Linked DNA regions of Mus musculus: region 1 is linked to region 2. A link is a contact called in public ChIA-PET data. All regions are on one chromosome and are shown on one strand. Each heading gives the region's core, a stretch centred on a gene start, on an enhancer-like site or on the middle of the called end of the contact. The rest is flanking DNA. Distances are from core to core; before and after follow the strand shown.

What was found. ChIA-PET counts read pairs in DNA pulled down with a chosen protein or histone mark.
Region 1: an RNA polymerase II ChIA-PET map of effector CD8 T cells shows a contact between it and region 2, with 12 read pairs. The contact joins the enhancer-like site here to the promoter of Tmem71 in region 2. A contact is called at or near these places in 1 of 39 promoter capture datasets (the HPC-7 cell line), 1 of 484 Hi-C or Micro-C datasets (CD4 T cells), 3 of 115 datasets of contacts at active chromatin or transcription factors (effector CD8 T cells, memory CD8 T cells and microglia) and 3 of 9 other capture datasets (adipose tissue, liver and pancreatic islet).

What each region holds. Positions count from the first base shown.
Region 1 is chr15:66,798,412-66,804,100 of GRCm38.p6, forward strand. All of the region lies in intron 41 of Tg (thyroglobulin), which reads left to right. Sla (src-like adaptor) reads right to left here. Exons shown (of 9, transcript NM_009192.3): 3 at 3,020-3,117. The coding sequence starts at 3,080. Among named protein-coding and RNA genes, the nearest start is that of Sla, 31 kb to the right of the region's middle. Within about 2 kb of position 1,515, at least 28 of the 459 cell types and tissues checked have an H3K27ac peak or open chromatin away from gene starts, as enhancers often do. A contact at or near this core is called in effector CD8 T cells, where this site is marked.
Region 2 is chr15:66,558,855-66,564,737 of GRCm38.p6, forward strand. Tmem71 (transmembrane protein 71) reads right to left here and starts at 2,192. Exons shown (of 10, transcript NM_172514.3): 1 at 1,876-2,192; 2 at 426-508. The coding sequence starts at 465.

The sequences.
Region 1 (5,689 bases), core at 265-2,764, 240 kb after region 2:
TGATGGCATGTCCACAGAACAGCATGAGACTACAGGCCTATGGTCACTTCATTTAGCTCTTTTTGCACCTTGGGTCTAGGCTCTCCTCAATCAACAATCCATCCCCCACAGATAAAGACCAGATAGATCCAAGTGAGCATTCAGAGCTCATGCAGGCAACACCTGTGGCTAGTGGGTGCAGGGCTAAATGGCTGCATTATTTCAACTTCTGCTTTCATCCTGTTTTGACTCATATCCAAACACATTGCCTCTGAAAGGTCACCTTTAGGCCTGACTTTCAGTAAGTTTATCAGTAAGCAAAGCAGCACATATGAACATAGCCAACCAGATGGAGCTGCAGGCTGGCTTGGAGGAAGGCCTACGAAGTTCTGCTGATGCATGGAAGCCAGGTCTGTGGGTCCTACCATCTACAGGTATGGATTTGATAGGTTACCTACTTGTATTTTATATTCTTTAAGGGTAAAATGACTCAGAAGTCAAATATCCTTCCACTTAAAGCCACCCCATGCTCCAGGAATGGGTTAGTGATATAGAAATGAGGACCTAAGCTAAGATCTGACTGGTACTTCATTTATAAGTTCTTGCAATGGCCCAAGAGTTTTTGTGTCATTGAATCTGTTAACTGGGCATAATTCCTTACTCCTGGCATATCCTCTCTCTGAGCACAGTCTACCCTGGGATTATGATGGAGTTCTTTTGTTTTTGTTTTTGTTTTTTAAAGACAGGGGAGGACTCTGACCACTACACTCAGTTAATCTGCTTGTTTCTCCTCTCACATCCCTGATGAGCTGGAGGACATTAGGCATGGCCTATGACATGCCCTCAGTTTCCTCGACTGCAAATTGAAGAGTGTGATAGTGATAATGTGGTTGGACTATTATAAAAATTAGGAGCTGCTTTGAAGGAATTTTCACGTGAGATGCTATTCTTATGTGATATGCATATGTATATCCAATGGCTCACATCATATGCATAAAGCTCTTAGAGCCATGTGTGGCACACCTCAGGCACCAAGCCACACTACAATTATCACTGTCATAAAAATGAGAACTGAGGAGACACCATGATGACCTGGCTAGTCAGCTCGTGATTGTCTTAGATATGAAAGCACAACTAGCACTGGCCTGGGATCTGCTAGCTTTAGGGGCGTAAGACCTTCCAGGGCCTGGTTGGAAACACAGCTCGCTGATATCCACCTTCCACCCGCCATCACAGTTCTGCTGGGCCTTCAGATTTACTTGTTTCCTTCCTCTCCTTACCTTGCTCAGTCCTGTTTTTCACGGGTATCAACTCTGCAAGGGCATGTTGACTGGGTGTGATTTGATTTGTACCTGGGCACAGTGGCATGGGTTCTGAGCACAGCTGGTTTGCATGGTCAATTCAGACATGAGGTGTCACTGTAGGTCACAGTAATGCAGATGGAAGAAACCAATCGGCAGGAGTGGGGGAGGGGACTATTACAGCAGAGTAACTAGGTTGTCTTTATTGGGTGGAAATGTGTTTCCCCAACATCCTGGGAGGCCCCCGGTTTTTAATTAATTCTGTGCTGTATGCATGTGGCCCTCCCTGAGGAGGTGTCTGAAGTTTGTGTGGACTGGAAAATTCACTATTTGCAATTCTGTGAGAAAGTTCCTGGGGTTGCCAGTTCCACTGCATTCATACTTGAGGGATGTTCACACTTGAGGGAAGCTCACACTTGAGGGATGGTTATATAGATACAATCTACTGAGGTTAGCAGACCTCAAGTGGATCTCAAAGTGTTCCCACCCTACAACCAGGTCACTGCTCTTTGCTCTACTGTGGTGGCACAAGATCAAGGTTAAGTCCCTTAGGAAAGCCATAGAAGACTGGGGGTACTTCCCCAAGGTCACACAGCTTCTAAAGGACACCACTTGGGGGTCTTTTTCCTCTGAAATGTACACTATTCCCAACAGATTGACTACTTCTTTATGACATTAGTTCCTAGGAATCACCCTGATGAAGAACATACATGCCCAGGCATTCACTGTCCTGGCATGCTGAAGAAGGAGCTCTTAAAGGCCAAGAGAATTCTTTTGTCTTGAGATTCATAGGGCAGAACCTCCTGCCCTGAGCTTTTTGTCACCCAGGCTATCAGAGGAAGCCTCAGCAATTCAGGCAATGCCTGATTCGAGTCAATTAGAGTAGCAGTGACCTGGCAACTTCTCCCTCATTCAAATAGGTATGTGAAGAAAGATGAAGTAGAATCAGACCTGACAACAGAGGAAGCTTTTCAGGGTGGGACAATTGTGCGACTATCTGGAGTATACCCTGGTACAGGCCGGAGAAATTTTTCTAAACCAGCAGTCAGAGGGAGACCCCTGAACCTCCTTCTCAGATGCAGCCTCTTGCCCACATAGTGGAAAAAGAAAAAATTTTACTTTATGTCAATTAGCATTTTAAAAGTAAAAGCAAATGGGCAAGTCTTTTGAGGTTTGTTTTCATTAGACTTGCTCAAGCATAAAGGCCCTTCTGCCCCAGACTGTATTCCTAAAATTCAGAGAGAGAGGAAGGGAGGGAGGGAGGGAGAGGTGGAGGGAGAAAGGAGGAGAGAGAAAGGGAGGAAGGGAGGAAAGTTGGAAGCCTATGCTTTTCATGTAGGAAAACTACAGTGTATACAGATAGACAAACCGGAAGTCATGAGCTGAGGAGCGCTGAACTCCCTCTGCCTCCTCTCAGAGGCCTTGCTCTCAGTTCATGGCTCTTTCAAGAACACATGCACACAGGATTTGAGATTTTAAACTTTACAGTGGCTCAAAACCTGTATGTACTCTGTCAAAGGAGCCTACCAGTCTCAGAGTTCCCTCTAAAGATGACAACACTTTCACACCGCCAAGTATCTAACCCTTCCAAATGTTCATTCTTAACTATTTGAAGCACAAAGTGAGGGAATGATACAATGTCACACAGGTACCCACTGCCCAGTTTTAACAAGAGCCACCACCCACAGTGGGCTATTACAGGACTGAGTTAAATATCTCTCTAGAGAAGTCAGACTTACCCTCACTGCTGGATAACGGCCTCTCCGAAGGTGGAGATGTGGATTTCATGCTATTCCCCATCTCTTTCTCTCCTTGAGCTGTGGAAGGTACTCGAAGCCTGCAGTACGAGAGACACACATGCAGAGTGAAGCACACCCAGAGCTCCCTGAGTGGAGAGTGACCTAGTTCAGAGCACATGGTGCATCATTTCTCAAGCAGCCTGCTTCTTAAAAGGGGGCTGTTTTTTATGTTAAGATGCAGTTCATGAGTGTTGGTGACAGAGGCACAGCTCAAATTCTTTTATCAAGGGGATGACAGACAAAAACCACAGAGAAGGAAGTTGCTAGCAAATGCTGTTGGTGGCAAAAGTTTCCATTCCTCCAACACTATTGCTGAGCAGAGAAGGGGGTGCTGGAGAAGTTGAGTAGTATCTTAGGTAGCCCCAAAGAAGCTGTGCTCACAGACTCCAGTCAATAGATCTCATGGCCCAGGAATTCAGGACAGACCACATTTAGAAGGTAAAGGGCATAGTGGTCTGAAGGGGTAGGGACAGGGAGCAGGCCATGATAGGACATTTTGGCTTGATTCTTTCTTGTCCGAATTTTCACACCCATGTTAAAGGCTTGCAAAGCCAGCTTCATGGCTGAACCCTTGGCTTGGTTGAACTATGCTTTCCAGGCTGACAAACACATTCACCTCTACTCTAGCCCTGATGATTGCAAACCCCTTAAGAAAACAAAGCCAAAATAGGAAATGACTGGTCCCATGACACATACAGGTAAAGGAGAGGCTATCTCATTTGCTTCATGGTGGGCTGCCCCTCCAAGAGCCACACAGAGACTACTATGCTAGCTCTCCCTCATGAACTGATATCCCCTGACAAGCTCTCGATGTCTTCTTGCCTGCTAAGGGAAGCTCATTGGACTGCTTTTGGGTAGTTGCCACAAAGCTGAGTTAAAGCAGGTAAAACACAGAGCATAGGCTGGCTGGACATTATCATGACAAACATTCAAATCCAGGGACTTTGGACAAGTGCTTTGAAAAGAAAGTCTTACAGACGCTGTGTCTTCCAGGATAACGGAAGCACAGAGAACATGGCCATAAATATGGATAGAGGTTTTCCCATTTCCAGGAACAAGTTGAAGAAACTGGCCAATCTCTAGGCTGACCGGAAGCACATACTCCAAACAGAAACATTCTACCTGTGCTGAGTGTACAAGATCACATGAGTCTGCGACTCTCGCTTCAGATCACATTTCTATACTCTGTGTGTAAAGCCAGTCTGTAGCCATGGAGCTAGCTCCTCAAATGCCCCTCATATGCTGAGAATATCATAAGTCAAAATTGTATTTTAGACCAAACCCAGACCATAAAAGTTCAGCAACACAGCATCCAGTACAATATGAGGTATTTCTCCTTGTGACCAGGCAGATTACGGGAACCTTGGCTCTAGCCTGGTGTGCATCATTAAGAGAAAAGGCTGAACACAGATATGAGACTGGGGAAAATCAGAATTTAAAATTCAGAGGACAACCTCTACTGAGTACATATGGCTTTTGTGCCACTGTTAAGATCAATATCTCAAGTCCTACGTGCACACATTCTGAAAAGAACCCTGCTCTGAGAGCAAGGCCTCTAAAAGGAGGTAGAGGGGCTCTGCTCTACATCCTAATTTTCAAGAAGGGGAAACAGGAGTTGGAATTCCTCATCTATTATGAAGAAAAGAGAATGATGGCATCCAATGGCAAGGAGTCAGCCTTGAGACCATATATCCCCAAAACAAAAATGGACCTAACAGTTTGTATTTATATATATTTGTACATTTACATCTATGATTATTTACTTCTATTTTACTTGCTAATTGAAATAAGGGATATATGTGATTTTGTTGCACCTATATTTCCCCCACTTGGAAAAGAATGTATATGCCACATAACAAAGTGAAAACAGTGAAATTTCTAAGATTTTACAATGTCATAAAGTTTTTTTTTTCTCTTTGGGGGAAAAAAAGTTCTCAATGTTTACATGGATAGTGAGTGTATGGCTTTACTCTAAAAAAAAAAAAAAGTTTTTAAATACAAAATGGGTAATGAAGTAACCTCTCCCCTGCCAGCCGAGGACACACCTAACCCACACCTGACCCTGAGCCAAGGGCTTGAGAAAGGCAGGACATACCAACCAGAGTCGGTACATGTGCCTGGCATTCATACTTTTCCCAATTCCCTCTCAGTTCTGCTCAAGTGTTTGTGAGTCGTTTAAGGAACTGTTTTCCTAAAATTCAGAGAGAGAGGGAAACAGTGAAGAAGGGAGGGAGAGAGAGATGGAGGGAGAAAGGAGAAGAGGAGAAAGGGATGAAGGAAAAGAGGAAGGAAGGAAAGTTGGAAATGTGCATTTTTTCACATAGGAAAACTACAGTGCACACAGAGACAAACCCAAAATCATGAGCTGAGGAGCACAAGGTAAGAGGCCTGACCCCAGGCCTAGGGCCTAGCTCTTACCTCACTTCCCCGTTTCTGACGTGTTATCCTCTCCTGCCTTCTCCTGGCAAAAGGGCTGAAGATCCCCCTTGAACCACCACCAGCTTCGTGTCACCTCCACAGCTCCATAGCATTGCACCACATCACAGAGCCTCCAGGAAGGAGTTAAGTCACCACTGGCAAGCTTTTATTTGAGAAGAGTGACAAGACCCA
Region 2 (5,883 bases), core at 942-3,441:
AACAACTGGGTGTGTGAGAGAGGGTTACAAAGAGGGTTGGGAGAGAAAAATAAGAGGAAGGAAGAAACCACTACCGTTTGAACAACGCCCTTATTTTCTGAAAGTTGTGATCAATCTTTCAGCATTTTTGTAGACAGTTTTGCATCTTAATAGTAGCCAATAAATGGCCTCCTTTCACATTTATGCATAGGCATCTAAAAAAATAGTGATTTTTTTTTAATCCTAAAAGAAAAAAAAATGCCACATTTCTTTCAAGGAAAGAAATGAAGTCGAAATCATTGCCAAAGCGCACACACTGGCATTTAAAAAACACAAGCTACTGACAGATGGCTAATGGTCTGAGTATCAGCAAAATCAAAGCAAGGAAATTGCTAAGAGGACTCTAATCGTTCAAAGATAATTGCACAGAGCAGTTTCACATTTACTTGCTACTGGTGTCGACATCAGTGGAGAGTCTCGGTACATCTTGAGAAGGCCGCTTGTTCAAACTTCACAGATTTTTTTTTTTCTGCAAAAGACGTTAAAAAAAAAAGATGGACTATATATTAAAAATAGACAAATGATGCCAAACAGATGGCGTCTACTAATTGCACTAGTCAGATTTGTTTGCTGAAATAGTACAGAGATGTAGGATTGGAGAAGCAGACCAGATTGTGGGACTTCAGTGTGGGGCTGCCTACTTTAAATTCTATTTTTCATTGTCTCATTCCTTAAGTCTGAATATTCTGTAAATAACAACACCATTGTGAGAGAAAAGCAATACTTACAAAGGTTTATTTGTCATCCAGATTAAATAGGTTTTTGTTACTTAATTAAGAAATCTGAAAAAGAGGCTGGTTCTAGTGTCCTTGAAACAAATGTGTATTTAAAGCAGCCAGCAGAACTAGTTTCATTATTGAGTTGCAGTAAGTGCTTGGAGATTGTTGCCATTGACAAGTGGCCATGGAGAAGGTCAAGGCTTTTGTGGTGGCTATCAGTCTGAACATTCCTAAACAGCATAAGCTATACTGAGCTACAAATAGACCACCACAACCCAGATTACAAAGTCACATTCCTGAAAGCTTAGAATTTACTTTTCAATTTCAAAGTAAGCATGCTTCAAAGTGTGCAATTTGTGCAAATATTGATCAGTTACCTCTTATCACATAGTTCTATCTCCATGTAGCTACTGAATTACATAAATTATATAAGTGTATACATATACATATGTTTGTATGTATATAAGTATATATGTATAATACGACCCTAGTAGTTTTATAAGGTGACATGAGAGCCTTTTATGATCTAGTAGTTCTGTCCCTGTTTTTGATAAACATGTCAACTAATAATTGATTGCTATAACATAATACATTAAATCAGTCACATCAACTCTAAGGCTCAAACTAGATTATTTAATAATGTATAGTGAACCTTTCAAGGAATCATATACTCCAGCTTATAAGATTGTCTTAAATAATACAGAACTTTCTAGCATTCTTTGGAAGATTTCTAAATAAAGACACACATTTTTAAAAAAGAAAATCACTGGTTTGAAAAAGATAATATCCATACAAGTGAACATACTAGCATGTTCCTTGTGATTTCAGCATTGAGTAATACAATAAGACTTTGTCCAGTCCAAATGACTATATGTTAGTTTTCCTCAGGCAGTAAGCTTAGTTTTAAGGCAAGGCATTGTGCAGCAGAAAGCAAGGTCTCGCTGTTTGATCTTACAAAAGCGAGGAGCCATGTACAGTGAGCATAATGCCCGCTAGTCAAGAATTAGTAACTGTGAAAACAACTTGCATTCACAGCTCAAGAACTTTTCAAGAAACAGACTCTGTCTACCAGCTCATCAAAGCAATGCATCTGTTCTGAAATATAACTTGCTCATACATATTCCTCCACAGGGAGTCCCCGGGCTCTTCTTCCGACTGATAAATGACAGGAGGGTTACTGAAATACGAAGCTTCCCAGTGGTTGGTAGTGCAGAAAGCTGGACCGAGCCGTTCTTCAACTGAAAAATCCCATCAGAATGTCAACAGGTGCAGAAGTGACTTCCCACAGAGCACCCCGTCTTCCCTTCTGGTTGGAGATGACCATGTCTCTGCCACTTTCACAGGGCAATTTGGTGGTCAGGGGCCTCTGGATCTTTCAGCTGCTTCCAAGAATAGAATAGCTTGTCATTCTTGGGAGTTAGTCTCACGGGCCTTGTTTACTTTCAATATCAGCCTTTCCGAACTAGAGGCAGGGCAGCAGAATGAGGTCATACTTCCTGTCACGATCGCATCAGTGGTGTTCACAGAGTAAATACAGCAGATCTTCTTGACCATCAGAAGGGAACAGGCAACCCAGAGTCAGGTCAACTCCATACATTGTGATCATTGAGGGATGCTTCTCAGAGCTTCTGTGTCACCTCAAACTATATTAACATGAGAAAATTTAAGCCATGTTTCCTGTTTGACATTTTCTGGCTATATTCAGTTATGAGTAGCATACAGTTATTATGCTCTTGGTCCAATTAACCTAAATATATCAAAGATAGCATCAACGCTATCAAGTTCAGGATGCTATAAAAGCTATATATTATCTATAATAATGTGATTTTTATGAGGCTATCCTCTGATACATATGCAACTAGAGACACAGTTCTGGGGGGAGGGCGGGGTTACTGGTTAGTTCATATTGCTGATCCTCCTGTAGGGTTACTGACCCCTTTAGCTCATTGGGTATTTTCTCTAGCTCCTTCTTTAGGGGCCCTCTGTTCCATCCAATAGATGACTGTGAGCATCCACTTCTTCATTTTCCAGGCACTGGCATAGACAGGCTAAGATTAAAATGGTCTTTCACGATAGCTTTGGGACCTCAGACTTGTGGCTTAGCATCTTTGAGCTGCAATTTTCTCAAATTTAAATGTAATAATCTATAGCCCCAAGGTTGGCCTGCAGAATCAAATGAGAAGAAAGAAGAAAGAAATAGCTGGGTACCTGAGGGAATGTGCAAGATGTATTCCTTATTGGATTTTGTGAATTGACTTCTCTTTGGAGAGCTTGATCAGGATGGTGGAGAGTTTGTGTTATTAATTCTTGGGGATTGCTACCGAGATTATTTTTGATGTTAGGAGATATCAGTATTATTTCCTACGCAGAATCCCACATTCTTTCCACCTCCATTGTCTCTCCCTGGGACTCCACTTACTACCTCATTCTGACTGTATTTTATGCTAACATTCCAACTGTCTACTTGGCCTCTATCCAACACATTATGCACATACATATCTCACTATGTAAATTTGATTATGTCATTCCTTAAATTAAAACCTTCATCTTTGCTCCTCTCTCATAATAAGTTCAAAATCACCCCTGCAGCCTATGAGGCAAGTTTTAGCCTCATACTGCACACATTCTATCTTCTAAAGTTTGACCATGTTGATCTTCAGCCTTTCATCTTGTTCAGGTTTGCTTTCACCTTGGAGTCTTTAAACATACTACCGTTGTTTCTACATCTTGTTCCTAAGCAACTCCTTCTACATGACCTCTCCTAGATCAAGTTATGAAGGCCACAGCTCTCTACAATTTTTATTTGGAGTGTGCGTCATAGCTACAGTTAAGGAACCAAGAGACTTTCTATGTTCCATCTCCTGCTTTACTTCAGAGCCTAAGGTCTATCTATTCTTTTCTTGTTATATATCATGGTGTAGTATGAGGTTTAGTACATACTAGGAAATTAAAAATGTATGAGTTGCATGACTACCAGCTACCTCAGTCTGGGCTTTTTGCCACACACACTACAGAATTATATCAGGGCCTGACATTGTTCTTCTGGTCAGAGTCTGGGAAAGCTAATAATCTGGAAAGAGTGGCAGGGATGTCATTCTAATACAGAAATTACTCCACAGTAAAATAAGTATCCAAAACTTAGTTGTTTATAGTGATATGCTTTTATTTCCTCAGGTGGTGACTTTGTAATTGGTCACCATGGCTAAGCTGAGCTTTTTTCCAGAACTCTTTCCACTTCATTTTCTACCCAGCAACCTGTGCAGAATGTGAAATGTGTTAATGGAGCATGAGCCTTGTCTGGTTATGTGAAGGTCCATGTGCTTGCCTAGTTGGACTCTCAGCTTGGCACAACCAAGAGTCAACTGAGACAGAAGTCTTAACTGAAAAATTTCCTAGACCTGGTTGGTCTGTAGACATATCTGGGGGTCAGGGTGAATCATGATGGTTAGTTCATGTACGAAGATCCAACCTATTGTTAGCAGCATCATTTCCTGGGCCATATAAGAGTAGAAAGAGCTAACTGAGAGCAAGCAAGCAAGGTTGTGTATATTTTGTCTTTGCTTTTAACTGTCAATGTGATGTGACAGCCTTACATAGCTGCTTCTGTTTCTGCCTTGACTTCCCCATCGTGATACACTGCAGCCTGGAATTGCAATCCATGCTAACTCTTTCCTCCCCTAGGTTGCTTTTTTTTTTTTTTTTTTTTTGGTCAGGGTATGTGTCACAACAACTATGACAATCCAGGCAAGTCAGACTCTGTTTTTATCTCATTCATGCAACCTGCATAGGATATTTGGATCTCCCTGTGGACTAAACTCAAGACTCCAGTCCCTACTGAGTCCTCTTCACTAGCTTCACAAAGCCTAGTCTAGAAGCAAGTATGGCTGCAAAGAAAACCATTAGATTCTCTTCAAAGCATCTTAGGTAATAAGGGTTTGGACTCTCAGGTGGGAACAGGTCAGCATGGCTGTAACTGACCAATCTGATTCTAGTTGTTCTTATGCTCTCAGCTCACCTTGCTCTGCTCTCTTCCACAGCTGTCTTTGGAACATGACTGACTCTCCTTTGAGCTCCCATTCTGTGCCATTGATTAGAACACCAAACCTGACTCTAACCAGCATGTATATTTGCATGAGGTTTAATCCCTGCTTTACAACTGTATACCCCACATCATTCCTAGTTGTTCTTCTTCTCTGCTTCAACTGGACTAAAATGCCCTGTCCTGTGTTGGCTGTACACTGGCTATAGTCCAATGTGCTTTGGACCATTATTGTATTTTACTTTTATGTTACTAGGTATTAAACTTAAGAATTTACACACAGAAGACAAGTACTCTATGTATAGCTAAAGCCCAAGCACTAGGCTGTCATTTCTTTAGTATCAAGGCTCAAGATTCAGCCTCATGATGGAATACCTTCTTGATTTAAAAAATAAAAAAGGCATTTAAAATTTTTATTTTATGCATATTAAGGGCACACAGTGACATTCTTAGACAAATGGATGGATCTAGAGGATATCATCTTGAATGAGGTAACCCAATCACAAAAGAACACACAAGATATGTACTCACTGATAAGTGGATATTAGCCCAGAAGCTCAGAATATCCAAGATACAATTCACAAAACACATGAAACTCAAGAAGAAGGAAGGCCAAAGTGTGGATACTTTCGGTCCTTCTTAGAAGGGGGAACAAAATACCCATGTAAGGAGTTGCAGAGACAGTGTGAAGCAGAGACAGGATGAATGACCATCTGGAGACTGCCCCACCTGTGGGTCCATCCCATATACAACCACAAAAACCAGACACTACTATGGATGCCAACAAGAGCTTGCTGACAGGAGCCTGATATAGCTGTCTCCTGAGAGGCTCTGCCGGTGCCTGACAAATACAGAAGTGAATGCTCACAGCCATCCATTTGATGGAGCACAGGGTCCCCAATGAAAGAGCTAGAGAAACTACCCAAGGAGCTGAAGGGGTTTGCAATCCCATAGGAGGAACAACAATATGAACTAACCAGTAACCCCTAGATCTCCCTGGCACTAAACCATCAACCAAAGAAAACACAGAGTGGAACTCATGGCTCCAGCTCTATATGTAGCAGAGGATGGCCTAGTTGGTCATCA